2 separate regions of the Capra hircus genome follow, and region 1 is linked to region 2. Evidence: chromatin contacts called from public Hi-C data. All regions are on one chromosome and are shown on one strand. Each heading gives the region's core, a stretch centred on a gene start, on an enhancer-like site or on the middle of the called end of the contact. The rest is flanking DNA. Distances are from core to core; before and after follow the strand shown. Region 1 holds the start of CBLC (E3 ubiquitin-protein ligase CBL-C). Region 2 overlaps LOC108638000 (a long non-coding RNA gene).

Evidence for each region. A called contact is a pair of places that touch in the nucleus more often than the background predicts.
Region 1: a contact with region 2 is called in a Hi-C map of blood, with 1.7 times the contacts expected there. The contact joins the promoter of CBLC here to the enhancer-like site in region 2. A contact is called at or near these places in 2 of 5 Hi-C or Micro-C datasets (both in blood).

The regions. Positions count from the first base shown.
Region 1 is chr18:53,595,638-53,602,404 of ARS1.2, reverse strand. CBLC (E3 ubiquitin-protein ligase CBL-C) reads right to left here and starts at 3,760. Exons shown (of 12, transcript XM_005701875.3): 1 at 3,337-3,760; 2 at 352-498. The coding sequence starts at 3,686.
Region 2 is chr18:53,559,815-53,566,025 of ARS1.2, reverse strand. It overlaps LOC108638000 (a long non-coding RNA gene), which reads left to right. Exons shown (of 3, transcript XR_001919517.1): 3 at 1-311. Among named protein-coding and RNA genes, the nearest start is that of BCL3, 15 kb to the left of the region's middle. Within about 2 kb of position 3,150, at least 2 of the 5 cell types and tissues checked have an H3K27ac peak or open chromatin away from gene starts, as enhancers often do.

The sequences.
Region 1 (6,767 bases), core at 2,511-5,010, 36 kb before region 2:
ATGGGGGCTGCAGATGAAGCCTCTGGGAGCCTAGCATGGGAGCACTCCTGGGAAGGAGCGGGAGCTGGACTCCTGGGTCTGAGGGATGAAGGGCTGGGGCCTGGATCCTGGGTCTGGGAGAGGAGGGGCTGGGGATCTGACTCCTGGGTCTGGGGGAGGAGGGGCTGGGGTCTGGATCCTGGGTCTGGGGGAGGAGGGGCTGGGGTCTGACTCCTGGGTCTAGGGTAGGAGGGTCTGGGGCCTGACTCCTGGGTCTGGGGGAGGAGGGGCTGGGGCCTGGATCCTGGGCGCCTGGTCAGGGGCAGGATGGGGCTCTAGCCGCTGCGGGTCCTGGGGTGGGCGCTCACTCACCGGGCTCCGCAGCGCTCCCTCCAGAAAGTGTGGGCGGAGACCTCGGTGAGCTGGTACTTGTGGCCGCAGTACCTGCCGCCGGGGAAGAGCGCGGCCAGCTCCGCGTGCATGTAGCTGAAGATGAGGGCCAGCTTGGCCAGCTGCCGCCTGCGGGGATGGATTCTGAGGACTTGGACTTGACCTTGGGAGTCCCACTGACCCTTCCATGCTGTGTGGGGAACACCCGCAGGGACGAGGCCCCCAGCCTCTAAGATGTCAGTGCAAGATGAAAGTCGGTTCTGAGACCACCTGTTACAGTCCTGACGCGTCCCCTCTGGGGACCTCTCTTTCCCCATCTGTGAAGGAAAGGGAGGTACCGCTTCATATCTGAGGCATCGCCCAGCAAACGAATCCCAGTCTCTGTCCAAAGCCTTGCCTAGTCAGATGTGGGGAGCATTGGGGCTCGGGCCATTTAGGGTAGGCTGAGCTCGGAGACTCCCTGTTGGTTTAAACAGCCCTGGGTGGTGGACCCCTGGGCTTCCTCCTGCTCACTGCCTCCCTGAGGAACCACTCAGGGTGTGGGGAGTAGCAGAGGATAGCTCTGACACTTAGCTCTGTGATTTTTGGCAAGTTCTTTTTTCCCCTCTTCAAGCCTCAGTTTCCTCAGCTGTGAAATGGGTATAAATACAGGGTAAGTACAGCCCCTACCTCATGGTGGGGTGGGGGGTGGTACGTGATGAGGATTCTTACCCATCTTACGAGCACATAAGATGCCAGACACAACCTGGTATATAGTCGGCATTCAGGGCATGCTACTTAGTTACTGTTCTTCTTATTTTTTATTAATAGCCTCCAGGTCTGTCCGATTCTTGATGCCTTTAGGTTAAAGCGTCTGCCTGCAATGCGGGAGACCTGGGTTCGATCCCTGGGTCGGGAAGATCCCCTGGAGAAGGAAATGGCAGCCCACTCCAGTATTCTTGCCTGGAGAATCCCATGGACGGAGAAGCCTAGTAGGTTACAGTCCATGGGGTTGCAAAGAGTCGGACACGACTGAGTGACTTCACCTTTTATAGGGAAACCCTTGAAAGTTTCTAAGCACCCTCCCTTCCCACAGTCTGTAATGCAGTCGCTGTTCACATGTGACTGGTCCAACTTGAAATGTGTTCTAAATGTGAAATACACACTAGGTTTCAGAAACTTAGTGCAAAAGTGAAAGTGAAAGTCGCTCAGTCATGTCCAGCTCTTTTCCACCCACGGATAATACAGTCCATGGAATTCTCTAGGCCAGAATAGTGGAGTGGGTATCCTTTCCCTGGTAGCTTAGCTGGTAAAGAATCCGCCTGCAATGCAAGAGATCTGGGTTTGATCCCTGGGTTGGGGAGATCCTCTGGAGAAGGGAAACGCTACCCACGCCAGTATTCTGGCCTGGAGAATTCCATGAACCATATAGTCCATGAGGTTGCAAAGAGTTGGACACAACTGAGTGACTTTCACTAGTGCAAAAGGAAAAAAAAAAAAAAAGAATGTGAATTATTGCATTAAGCATCACCTTATATTTATTGATTATAAGTTGAGCTCATAATATTTTGGATATAATGAATTTTTAAAAGTTTCTGAAATTCATTTCACCTGCTTTAAAAAGCATTTTGTAATATGTCTACTGGAAAATGAAAAACTACATATGTTGCTTCCATTAGATTTTTGTGGAAAGTCCTGGTCTAGAATCTCCATCAAAGAGCTGGTAGGACCTCATGACTCTAGAAAATCCACTGAGCCACTCACTGAGTCCCTAAGCTTCCTAGTTTCTAGAACCTACTGAATCTAGAACAGTGGGCTCAGTGGAGTTATACTACCCTTCTAAGGAGCTTCTAGAAATTTGCTTGAGGCTAGATTGTGGGGGACCATCCCCTCCAGTAAGATTTTCTCCACCCCCTACTCAACTTTCCCATGCCCCATCACACATTTTTGAAGATGGAAAATCTGGTTACAGTGATCTGAGCTTAGAGTCCAATTCCATTTTACATAAGCTTTGCTTTTCTTGGCTTGCGGGATCTTAGGTCCCTGACCGGAGATCAAATCCTGGCTCTGCAGTGAAAGCAGAGTCCTAACCCTACATAAGCGTTTTTTGCACATTAAAAATCGATTCCAAATTTTCCAGAAATTCACTATCCTGTGTGTCAAGGGAAGTCTCTTTCGTTCAGCAATGGATGATTATTTTCCCCAGGTACAAGTGTACAAGAACCAGTCAATTCTGCCTTCCAGAGTAACTGTAAGAGTGCCTTGGCATTTTCATTCCAAATAGAAATAATTTTATTATAAAGAACATTCCTTTGATCATTCCCTTATACTACAATTTAGGCATTATAGTGTTTTTTTCTTTTTTTAAGAATTATGAGTAAGTAGGTTATTCACTCGATGTATGTCATTTCAGGATAGATGTAAAGAGACCACAAAATACTTGCTCTAAAGAAAGGGCTTGGGGGCCTGTTGGGGTTGAGAGCTACTGTTCCAACCCCTGTTCTGGCTTAAATCTCAAAACTCTGCCCTTGTCACTCAACAGCCCTTTCTTGGAAATTCAGAGCAGGCAGCCTGCAGACAAAAAGGGAAAAAAAAAAAAAAAAGCCCTAGGTCCTGAGCTAGCCACCCAAGGAACTAAAGACAGGCTAAGGAACTAAAGACAGGCTCTGAGAGTGTACCAGGCAGGGTTGGTGATCAGGGCTTCAGAGCCCTTTCTCCAGTGCTCCCCACGCAGGAAGCTTCCTGGGGTCCCCACGTTCCTTAATGTGTGTCTAAATCCAGGGGGCGAACAGCTCGCTTCTGAGCCGAGAAAGAAGGGGACATGGTGAGCTCAGGGTCTCCATGCCCAAAAAAGGAAAAAAAACCTGGGAGGCTTAGTTTCCCAGGCTCTTTCACGGAGAAGGACTCCTGGGTCGGAGGGAGGAGGATGCTCGGAGCCTGAGGGAGCCCCACTGACGATCTCAACCTTGTCCCGGCGCAAGGGCTCACCTGAGTCTGGAGCCCTCCCGGAAGAGTTCGTCGTTGGCAATCTTTCGGCCCGGGGGTGGCAGCAGCGCCGCCACCTGCCTGCTCTTGGCCTCCAGGTTAGCCAGATAGACCGCCAGAAAGTCCCACGCGCCCCTGGGACCCTCGGGGACGCCTCCGCTGGCGTCCTGCCGGGCTTGCGCCACCTGGTGCAGCAGCTGCGCGGTGCGGGGCAGCAGGTCCCGAAGGGAGGGGGGACTCGAGGAGAGCCGGGGGTCCCCGCATCGCTCTTCCAGGCGCTGCAGCAGCCTCACCGCCCGGCCTAACGCGCGGGATTCTCCCCACTGTCGTCCCGGCAGGGCCACCGCAGCCATGGGTCCCTCTGATGCCGGAGGAGGGACGGGGCCCGCGGAGAAAGGCCCGGCACCGCCCAGCCCCAGGTAGGGGCGGGACGAGGCGGGAGAGGTAAGGGCGGGCCCTGGAGAACCTGGGGAGGTGACTGCTGGCACCGTGCGCCGCAAGGGGGCGGGGGCTGGGGGCTCTGGCACCTGGGTTCCTTAGAGATGGGGTTTCTCAAGTCCGATCCCAAAGGAAAGCCGGATGGGGTGGCTTTGGTGGGTGGCGACAGAACTTCCTGGGTGGGTGGGAATCGCAGGTCCGATGCCTGGGCCCTTTCTGGGGAGGGGTGGGGGGCTGGGTCCCAAGTTAGCAATGGAGGAGGGGTTGGGGGAATCTAGGACTTTTGTTGGGGGCGAGGGTGGGGCTGAGAGTTTAGCTACCCAGACCATGAAGGGGAGTGGTGTTGGGAGGTAGCTTTCCTGGGTCGTGGGTCAAAGTTTGAGTCATTGGTCGTGGTATGGGATTAAAGGTTGGAGCTAAACCTTTTAGGAGGAAACGTTAGGGAAATTGTGAGACCCTTCTGTCCCAGAGAAGAAACACAGCGTGCCCAGACCCGTGGGTCCCCTAAGAGCAGGAGTCGGGAGGAGGGTGTCTGAGGGAGCAGGAATCTGGTGACATAATTCCTGGGTCCCCATAAGCAGGGGCCTGAGAGCAGTCAGGCTGGAATTGAGACACTCAGATTTCCAAAGGAGGTGGTGGGGGCTTCTGGGTCCCCAGGGGGTGAGGCGGGAAGATGGGGCTCATGACTGCAGCAGCTGCCCAGAGCAGGGCTGGAGAGAAGCTGCTACCCAGCGAGGGCTGCGCGCTGGGCAGCCACGCTGGGCCCTGGTAGGTCGGACCGTCCCTCCGTCCCTCAAGGGATCCAGGCCACGCCCCCTGGCTTCCTGGCCACGCCCCGGCCAGGAAACTGGCCTACCTGTGATTACAAATGTGCCCATATCTAGAGAATTTCTTCCCTGGTGGCTCAGACGGTAAAGAATCTGCCTGCAGTGCGGGAGACCTGGGTTCGATCCCTGAGTTGGGAAGAGCCCCTGGAAGAGGGCATGGAAACCTGTTCCAGTATTCTTGCCTGGAGAATCCCCATAGACTGAGGAGCCTGGAGGGCTACACTTCATGGTGTCACATAGAGCCGGACACGACTGAAGCGACAAAGCACACAGCACAGAGAATTTCTAATCGGAGAATAATAGTAATAATAATAGTAGATCAAACCCGTCAATCCTAAAGGAAATCAACCCTGAAAATTCATTGGAAGAACTGATGCTGAAGCTGAAGCTCCAATACTTTGGTCACCTGCTGCGAAGAGCTGACTCATTAGAGAAGACCCTGATGCTGGGAAGGATTGAAGGCAGGAGGAGAAGCGGACGACAAGGATGAGGTGGTTGAATGGCATCACCGACTCAATGGACATGAGTTTGAGCAAGTTCCGGGAGATGGTGAAGGACAGGGAGGCCTGGCGTGCTGCAGTTCATGGGGTCGCAAAGAGTCAGAAACTACCGAGTGGCTGAACAGCAGCAACAAGGCATTTATTTAACACTCTCTGTCGAGCCCTGTGTGTCAGGCTTTACATTTTCTCACTGAATTCTCAAAAACTGAGGTAGGAGGAGAGAGAGAAGGTTTAGGGTAAGATCTGAGGCCCCCTTCGCACTCTACTTCCCTCCTCAGCCCCCATCCCTTATCTCTCAGAACCTGAGAATCCTTAATTTGTGGAATCTTTGAATTTTCATCTCAAACTAAATGAAGATTGGGTCTTTGTGGTCAGGACAGAAGGGTCTACCTCCCAGCTCCTTGACTTCCTGCTCTCTCTGAGCCTGTTTCCACCTCCAGGAAGCAGGGTGACAACCCACTGGCCTGGCAAAAATTCAAAATTTTGACCATGCCAAGTGTTGACCAAGAGTTGATGGAAGTATAAATGGACAAATCAGGTTTGAGAGTGATTTGAGAGGATCCAACAAAGCTTTGGCAGGGCAAGTCCATTGCCAGCTCCGTCCTTCAGAGCCATGGCTTGTAAACACTTTTGCTCACATTGAGACATTATATACCTGAAACAGTTCCAGGGGGCAAGCCTTACCCCATCTATGCACATGCGCTCTCGTATCTTCTAGTTAATTTCATTTCATTAAAGGAAAAATTGTGTTTGCAACCCACTAAATTGATTTCACAACCCACTAATGGATCTTGTTGGGCAGGTTGAAAAATACTGCCCTAAAAAACTCCAGGAGACAGGTGCAGGGATATTAATTGCAGCCTTGTCGGAAATGGAGAAAACTGAAGACAAGGCAAGTTTCACTGTGAGGAGAAGGAATGAATACATTGTGGTATCCTTCCACAAAGGACTTCCATCCAGCAGTCCAAATGAATGAAATGGACACACATTCCAACAGTGTGAATCGTAAAATCGTAATGATGAGTGTTACCGGGTTGAATAGTCCCCCTCCCCCATTTGTGTCCACTAGAACCTATGAATGGAGCTAGAAAATGAGGTTTTGTAGGCTTTAACCAAGTTTAGATGAGGTGTGCCATACATCCAGTCTTCCCAGGTGGCCCAGTGGTAAAGAATCTACCTGCCCATGCAGGAGACGCAAGAGATGCGAGTTCCATCCCTGGGTCGGGAAGATCCCCTGGAGGAGGAAATGGCAACCCACTCCAGAATTCTTGCTTGGAAAATCCCATAGACAGAGGAGCCTGGTGGGCGGTAGTCCACCGGGTCACAAAGAATTGAGAACGACTGAGCGGCTGAGTATACACACACTACGTCCAGTATGACTGGAAACTGGGACGCAAAAACAGGTATACTGCCTGGGAGAAAGCCGTGTGACGATGGAGGCAGCGGTTGGAGTGATGTGCATATAAACCAAGGATTGCTGGCAGAAGCCAGAAGCCAGGAAAAGGCAAGGAAGGACACTCCCCTAGAGCCTTCAGAGAGAGTGGCGCCCTGCCAGCACACTGATCTGGGGCTTCTGGTCCCCAGGACGGTGAGAGAAATGTGTTGTTTTAAGCCACTCAGTTCGTGGTTCTTTGTTACAGCAGCAACAGGAAACTAATACAATGACTTT
Region 2 (6,211 bases), core at 1,901-4,400:
TACCCAGGACACGAGCTGCCACGATTCTGAGAACTGGCTTCAAAGAAATGAGAACAAAGGACCCTGGAACTGAAGATGAAGTGTCCCTAGAACAATCAAGATGATGCTGGTCAGACCACTGATGACCAATTTGAAGATGACTGTCAGAGCTGACTACTGTTTCTGCAAGTAGCCCCCTTCCCCGGCCACTTCTGTCTATGAAAACTCTTGCCACCCTGGTTGCCAGGAGTGGGGGTCGTCAGCCTTTGGACAGATGTCTGCCCCGACCCCCACCAGCTGCCGGCATCTGAAATAAAGCAAACTCTCCTTTCCACCAGTCTGGCCTGTTTGTTGGCTTTTGAACAGTGAGCACCCTTCGGTAACACGTGTACCCGCTTCTCCATGTGACTCCGACAGTCACCTCATTCCCATCACTTCCCCTGACCCCTCCCAGCTTCTTCCCACCTCAGTCTCCCTGCACACATGGAGGGATCTTGAGACAGCTGCTCCTACCCGGGCATGAGAGGGAGAGAGTCCAGGCTCCTGCCAGGGTGGCCTTGAACCAGGTACCACCTCACTCCTGTCTTATCTCCCACTGTTCTGCCCCCACCCACACCCCTGCTTTTAGCAGCAGCCTCTGCCCCAACCCTTCTGCCCACACACTCCCCTTTCACTTCAGCCTCAAAAATAGGCTCTTCCACCGAGTCCAAACCAGGGTGCTCAGTAGGTGTTCAGTCAGCATATTAGGGCTCAGCTCTGGCAGCCTGTCCTCCAGAAAGCCCTCCCTGATTTCTCTCCTTAGGGTGGGTTGTGCCCCTTCAGGATTCCCCAGCCTGAGCCCTCAGCTCTTCTGTTATATTGCTGATATATCTCATTCTCCCCTACGTGTGAGCCGGTGAGAGCAGGCCGGGGGCTGTACATACCCAAACTCTGCCCCAAACAGCTGAGACGGCAGGGACCTGATCTGGCAGTTCCATCTGACTACTGAAAAAGGCTCTCTTACAATGCTCTGAATTGTGCATCCCTGACGCCATCCCTCTGCGGCCCACAGATGCTTCTCCTCACTTTTCTAGGTCAACAAGGAGTGCCTGGTGGTTCAGAGGGACTCAGGAAGGGCCTGACAGGGCTCAGTTCAGGACCTGTCCTTACAAGACACAGGAGCCTTTGTCAGCAGCTCAGCTGTCTGACCCTAGTTTCATCCTGCTGCCGCTGCTGCTGCTAAGTCGCTTCAGTCGTGTCTGACTCTGTGCAACCCCACAGGGCAGCCCACCAGGCTCCCCTGTCCCTGGGATTCTCCAGGCAAGAACACTGGAGTGGGTTGCTATTTCCTTCTCCAATGCATGAAAGTGAAAAGTGAAAGTGAAGTCGCTCAGTCGTGTCCAACTCTGTGCGACGCCATGGACTGCAGCCTTCCAGGCTCCTCCGTCCATGGGATTTGCCAGGCAAGAGCACTGGAGTGGGGTGCCATCCTAAAGCCTCATAAAGCCTCTCTGCTTTGTTTGTAAATGTTTCTTGTGGGTACTGGTGTACCTAGGTACCCATGATGAGACCCAAGACCTCAGCACCCACCTCCTCCCCAAATCTTTCCTCCTTCGCTGGAGGCACAGAGACGTTAGGGGCTTTGCCTAAGGTCACACAGTCAGGGAAGGGCAAGGAGAGATAAGATTTTTTTTTTTAATAAACAGTTATTTTTTAATTAAAAAAAAATTTACTTATTTGGCCATGCTGGGTATTAGTTGCCACACACGGGATCTTCGATCTTCGTTGCAGATGCCGGATCTTTACTCGTGGCATGCGAACTCTTAACTGTGGCATGTGGGATCTAGTTCCCTGACCAGAGATTGAACCCAGGTCCCCCTGCACTGGGAGCATGGAGTCTTAGCCACCCAACCATCAAGGAAGTCCTGAGATAGGATATTTAAGACCGACTTTATTGGGGCTCCCCTGGTGGCTCAACGGTAAAGAATTGCCTGCAATGCAGGAGGCACGGGTTCAATCCCTGGGTCAGGAAGATCCCCTGGAGGAGGAAATGGCAACCCACTCCAGTATTCCTGTCTGGGAAATCCCACGGACAGAGGAGCCTGGCGGGCGACAGTCCATGGGGTTGCAAGAGTTGGGCATGACTTAGTGACTAAGCCACCACTACCACTTGAGATTAAATTATATTTAAAACCCCTCCAAACCCAATTTTATTGAAATGTAATTTATCCTGCAGTACGATACAATAGAAGGCGCTCATTTTAAGTCTGTACAAAGTATGACTTTTGATAAAAGCTTATAGTCATATCATCAAATCGCAATCCAGATACCATCAAGTTCCATCATCCCAAAACTAGCCCTGTGCCCCTTTGCAGTCGACCCCTCCCCTCATCCCCCAGCCCGGGCACCCACTGGTTTGTTTTTTTATTCCTATAGTTTTGCTATTCCAGCATGTCATATACATGGACTCCTACATTAGGCACCCTTTTAGTAAAACTCATGAAAATATTTGCATATAGTAAAATTTACTCTTTTCTCTGTGCTGCTCTATAAGTTCTGTGCCACGCATGCGGCAGTCACCCAGAATCAAAATGCAGATGGTTTCCATTACCCCCAAAATCCCCTCCTGCTGGCCCTCTGTGGCTACACCCTTCCCCCACTCCACCCCCACAACCCACAGCTCTCTCTGTCACTACCGAGCGGCCTTTTTCAGAATGTCTTCTAAATGGAATAATAGAGCCTCCCGAGTCTTGCTTCTTTCACTCAACTGAACGCATCTGCCGTTCATTCAGGTTGTCGAATCCGAAGTGTGTTGCATTTTTCTGGCCACGTGGGGAGGAACCACAGTTTTGCTTTTCCATCTCCCAGCTGAAGAAACATCTGGGCTGTTTTCCAACTGCTAGTGATTCAGAAGAGAGCTGCTAGAGACAAGCACATACAGGTTGTGTGTGTGTGTGTGTGTGTGTGCGCGGGTGCGCGCAGAGGTTTTCATTTCTCTTGGGTAAACACCCAGGAATGAAAGGGCTGGGTCATATGAGAAGTGTATATTTAACCTCTGGGGAGATTGGCAAACTGTGTTCCAAAGTGGCCACTCTGGTTTGCATGCCCACCAGAAGCGTGTGGGAGATCTTGACTGCAGAACCACAATGTGAGGCCAGGGGGTCTGTGAGATGGTGCTGAGCTCTCAGCCGCCACTGCTCCTGGAAAACTGTGATTGCGAAAAAAACTCTTTCCCCCTTGGTCACCATGCATGCAGTTGTTTAAAGAGAAACAAAAAAAGAATGAGGAAGCAATTGGAAACTGATGTGGTGTGATCTCCTAGATGTCTTGCTAGGAGGACACTGCAAAGCAGGATAAGAGTGTTTGCCATTTGCGGAAAGAAAGGAGGGGGAAGAAACACACGTACACGTTTTCTCATCCTTGCAGAGACTATCTCTGGACAAGACCCTGGGACGGGGGAACAGCACTGGGAAGGGTCAGGCCAGGTCGATAGGTTGCTGTGGTGGGTAGGTTGCTTCTCACTTCCATTTCCTGTCTTTTGGATTTTGAAACTTGTGAATGTCTTACAGGTTCAAAATAGAGGCATGCAATCCACACACTTCACCGACAGGTATTTCGGGCCTTGCTCTGGTGGTGAACCAATAAGGTCTGGCCCCTGGGGATCAGAATCTAGTTCTCCAGACAGACTATCAATAGGGCAAGGAAAATATAGAGAGTGTCAAGTATCTGCTGAGGAGAAAAATGAAGCCGGCAAGGATTCCCCAGGCTGACAGGCATCCACCTGCCAATGGAGGGGACACGGGCTGCATCCCTGCTCTGGGAAGATCCTACGAACCGCGGAGCTTCTAAGCCCGTGGGGTGCGCTAAGACTACTGAGCCTGCGCGCTGCAGCTACTGAAGCCTTCCCGCCTAGAGCCTGAGCTCCGCAGCAAGAGAAGCCACCGCGATGAGAAGCCTGTGCACCACAACGAACGTAGCCCTGGCTTACTGCAACTAGAGAGAGCCGGTGCACAGCAGCAAAGACCCAGTGCAGCCATAAATAAATGAAGAACCAAAAAAAAAAAAAAAAAAGAAGTCGTCAAGGGACTGGGTGGGGGGAGGGAGAGGTGGAGAGTGGTTTCAGTTCAGCGCGGTTGCCCAGTGGCTCAGTCATGTGTGCGACTCTCTGCGACCCCAGGGACGGCAGCACACCCGGCTTCCCTGTCCATCACCAACTCCTGGAGCTTGCTCAAACTCATGTCCATCGAGTCAGTGATGCCAGCCAACCATCTCATCCTCTGTTGTCCCCTGGTTTAAATTTTTTTAAAATTAATTTCTTTAATTTTTTAAGCTTCTTATTTCATATTGGAGTATAGTCAATTGACAATGTTGCAATAGTTTCAGGTGTACAGGAAAGGGACTCAGCTGTACATATACAGGCATCCATTCTCCCGCTATATTTATTTTTCAAATTTATTTATTTATTTTTGGCTGCGTTGGGTCTTGACTGCTGCTCCAGAGCTTTCTCCAGTTGTGGCTCATGGGCTTAGCCACCCCTTGGCATGAGGAATCTTTCCAGACCAAGGACCGAACCTGTGTCTCCATTGGCAACCACTGGACCACCAGGGAAGTCCTAAATTGTTTGTTTTTTTTAAAAATCCAGAGGCCCCTATTTACTGTTTGGTCGCTAAGTCATGATCCGACTCTTTGTGACTCCATAGACTGTAGCCTGCCAGGCTCCTGTGTCCATGGGATTTCCCAGGCAGGACTACTGGAGAGGGTTGTCATTTTCTTCTCCAGGGGACCTTCCTGACTCAGGGATAAAACCCATGTCTCCTGCATTGGCAGGCAAATTCTTTACCCCTGAGCCCCCAGGGAAGCCCAAATACTAGAGTAATTCATTCTAATCACTGGATTAGACTTCCGCATTCATGGATGTAAATGTTTTTCCAGGAGTACAGCTTTGCTTTCATCATGAGGTGTGAAATGTAATGCTCTCATCCTCTTTTTCTAAATTGTCTGTAATTGCAGTTTTTATTTCCTCTTTTACCCAAACACCATTAAGGAGACCGCTTTAAAAGTTCTAATTAGAAAAAAATGTTTTGCAGTGAATTGAGAGGCCCCTATAAGGAGTGACATTTGGGCTAGGTCGTGAAGGAGGGGAGAGAAGGAGTCATACGGACATCTGGGAGGAAGAGTGTTCCAGGCTGAGGGGACAGCAGGTGCAAAGGCCCTGAGGTGGATTGTGCTGGCTATTTGAGGCCAGTGTGGCTAGAGTAGAGGGAGCAGGGGGATAGGATGGAAATGAGATTAGGAAGACAAGGGGTAGAGGGAGGCTTGAACAGACTGTTCGGGCTTTCTGGGTTGCAATGGCAACCCACTCCAGTACTCTTGCCTGGAAAATCCCATGGATGGAGGAGCCTGGTAAGCTGAGGTATCCTGGTAAGAGTCGGATAGGACTGAATGTCTTCACTTTCACTTTTCACTTTCATGCTCTGGAGAAGGAAATGGCAACCCACTCCAGTGCTCCTGCCTGGAGAATCCCAGGGACGGGGGAGCCTCGTGGGCTGCCGTCTCTGGGGTCTCACAGTCGGACACGACTGAAGCGACTTAGCAGCAGCAGCAGGAGCATAAAGACTTTGGCTTTTATTTGGAGGGAAATGGGAGCCCTGAGAGGGTTCTGAGCCAGGCCCCAAGGGAGGGATGTGATCTGATTTAGGATTTAACAGGGTCTCTCTGGCTGTGATGATTCAGTGGCAAACAACCCTCCTGCAATGCACGAGATGCAGGTTCAATCCCTCAGGAAGATCCCCTGGAATAGGAAATGGCCACCCACTACAGTATTCTTGCCTGGGATAATGCCAGGGACAGAGGAGCCTGGTGGGCTACAGTCCATGGGGCCACAAAGAGTCGGACACAACTGAAATGACCACACAACAACTCTGGCTGCATGAGGGCCAAGGACAGAGGCAGGGAGCCCAGTAAGGAGGAGGAGACACGGTGGTCTGGGCCACAGGTGATGTGATGGTGAGTGGAGCAGTTGCGATGGAGAGAAGTGGCTGGATTCAGAGGCTATTTTGAAAGTGGACACCGCAGTGTGTCTTATTTCTACCTGTAAAAGGGGCTGTGTGCGGGGCACAGGGAGCAGGAAGGGGAGGAATGAGAGGCTCAGGCCTGTTTTGTGGAGATCAGGGGAAACTGTCCTTGGGGCCCTGATGTTTCAGCTGAGACCTAAAGCAGCTGGGGAAGGCTGATGGAGGAGAACACTAGGATC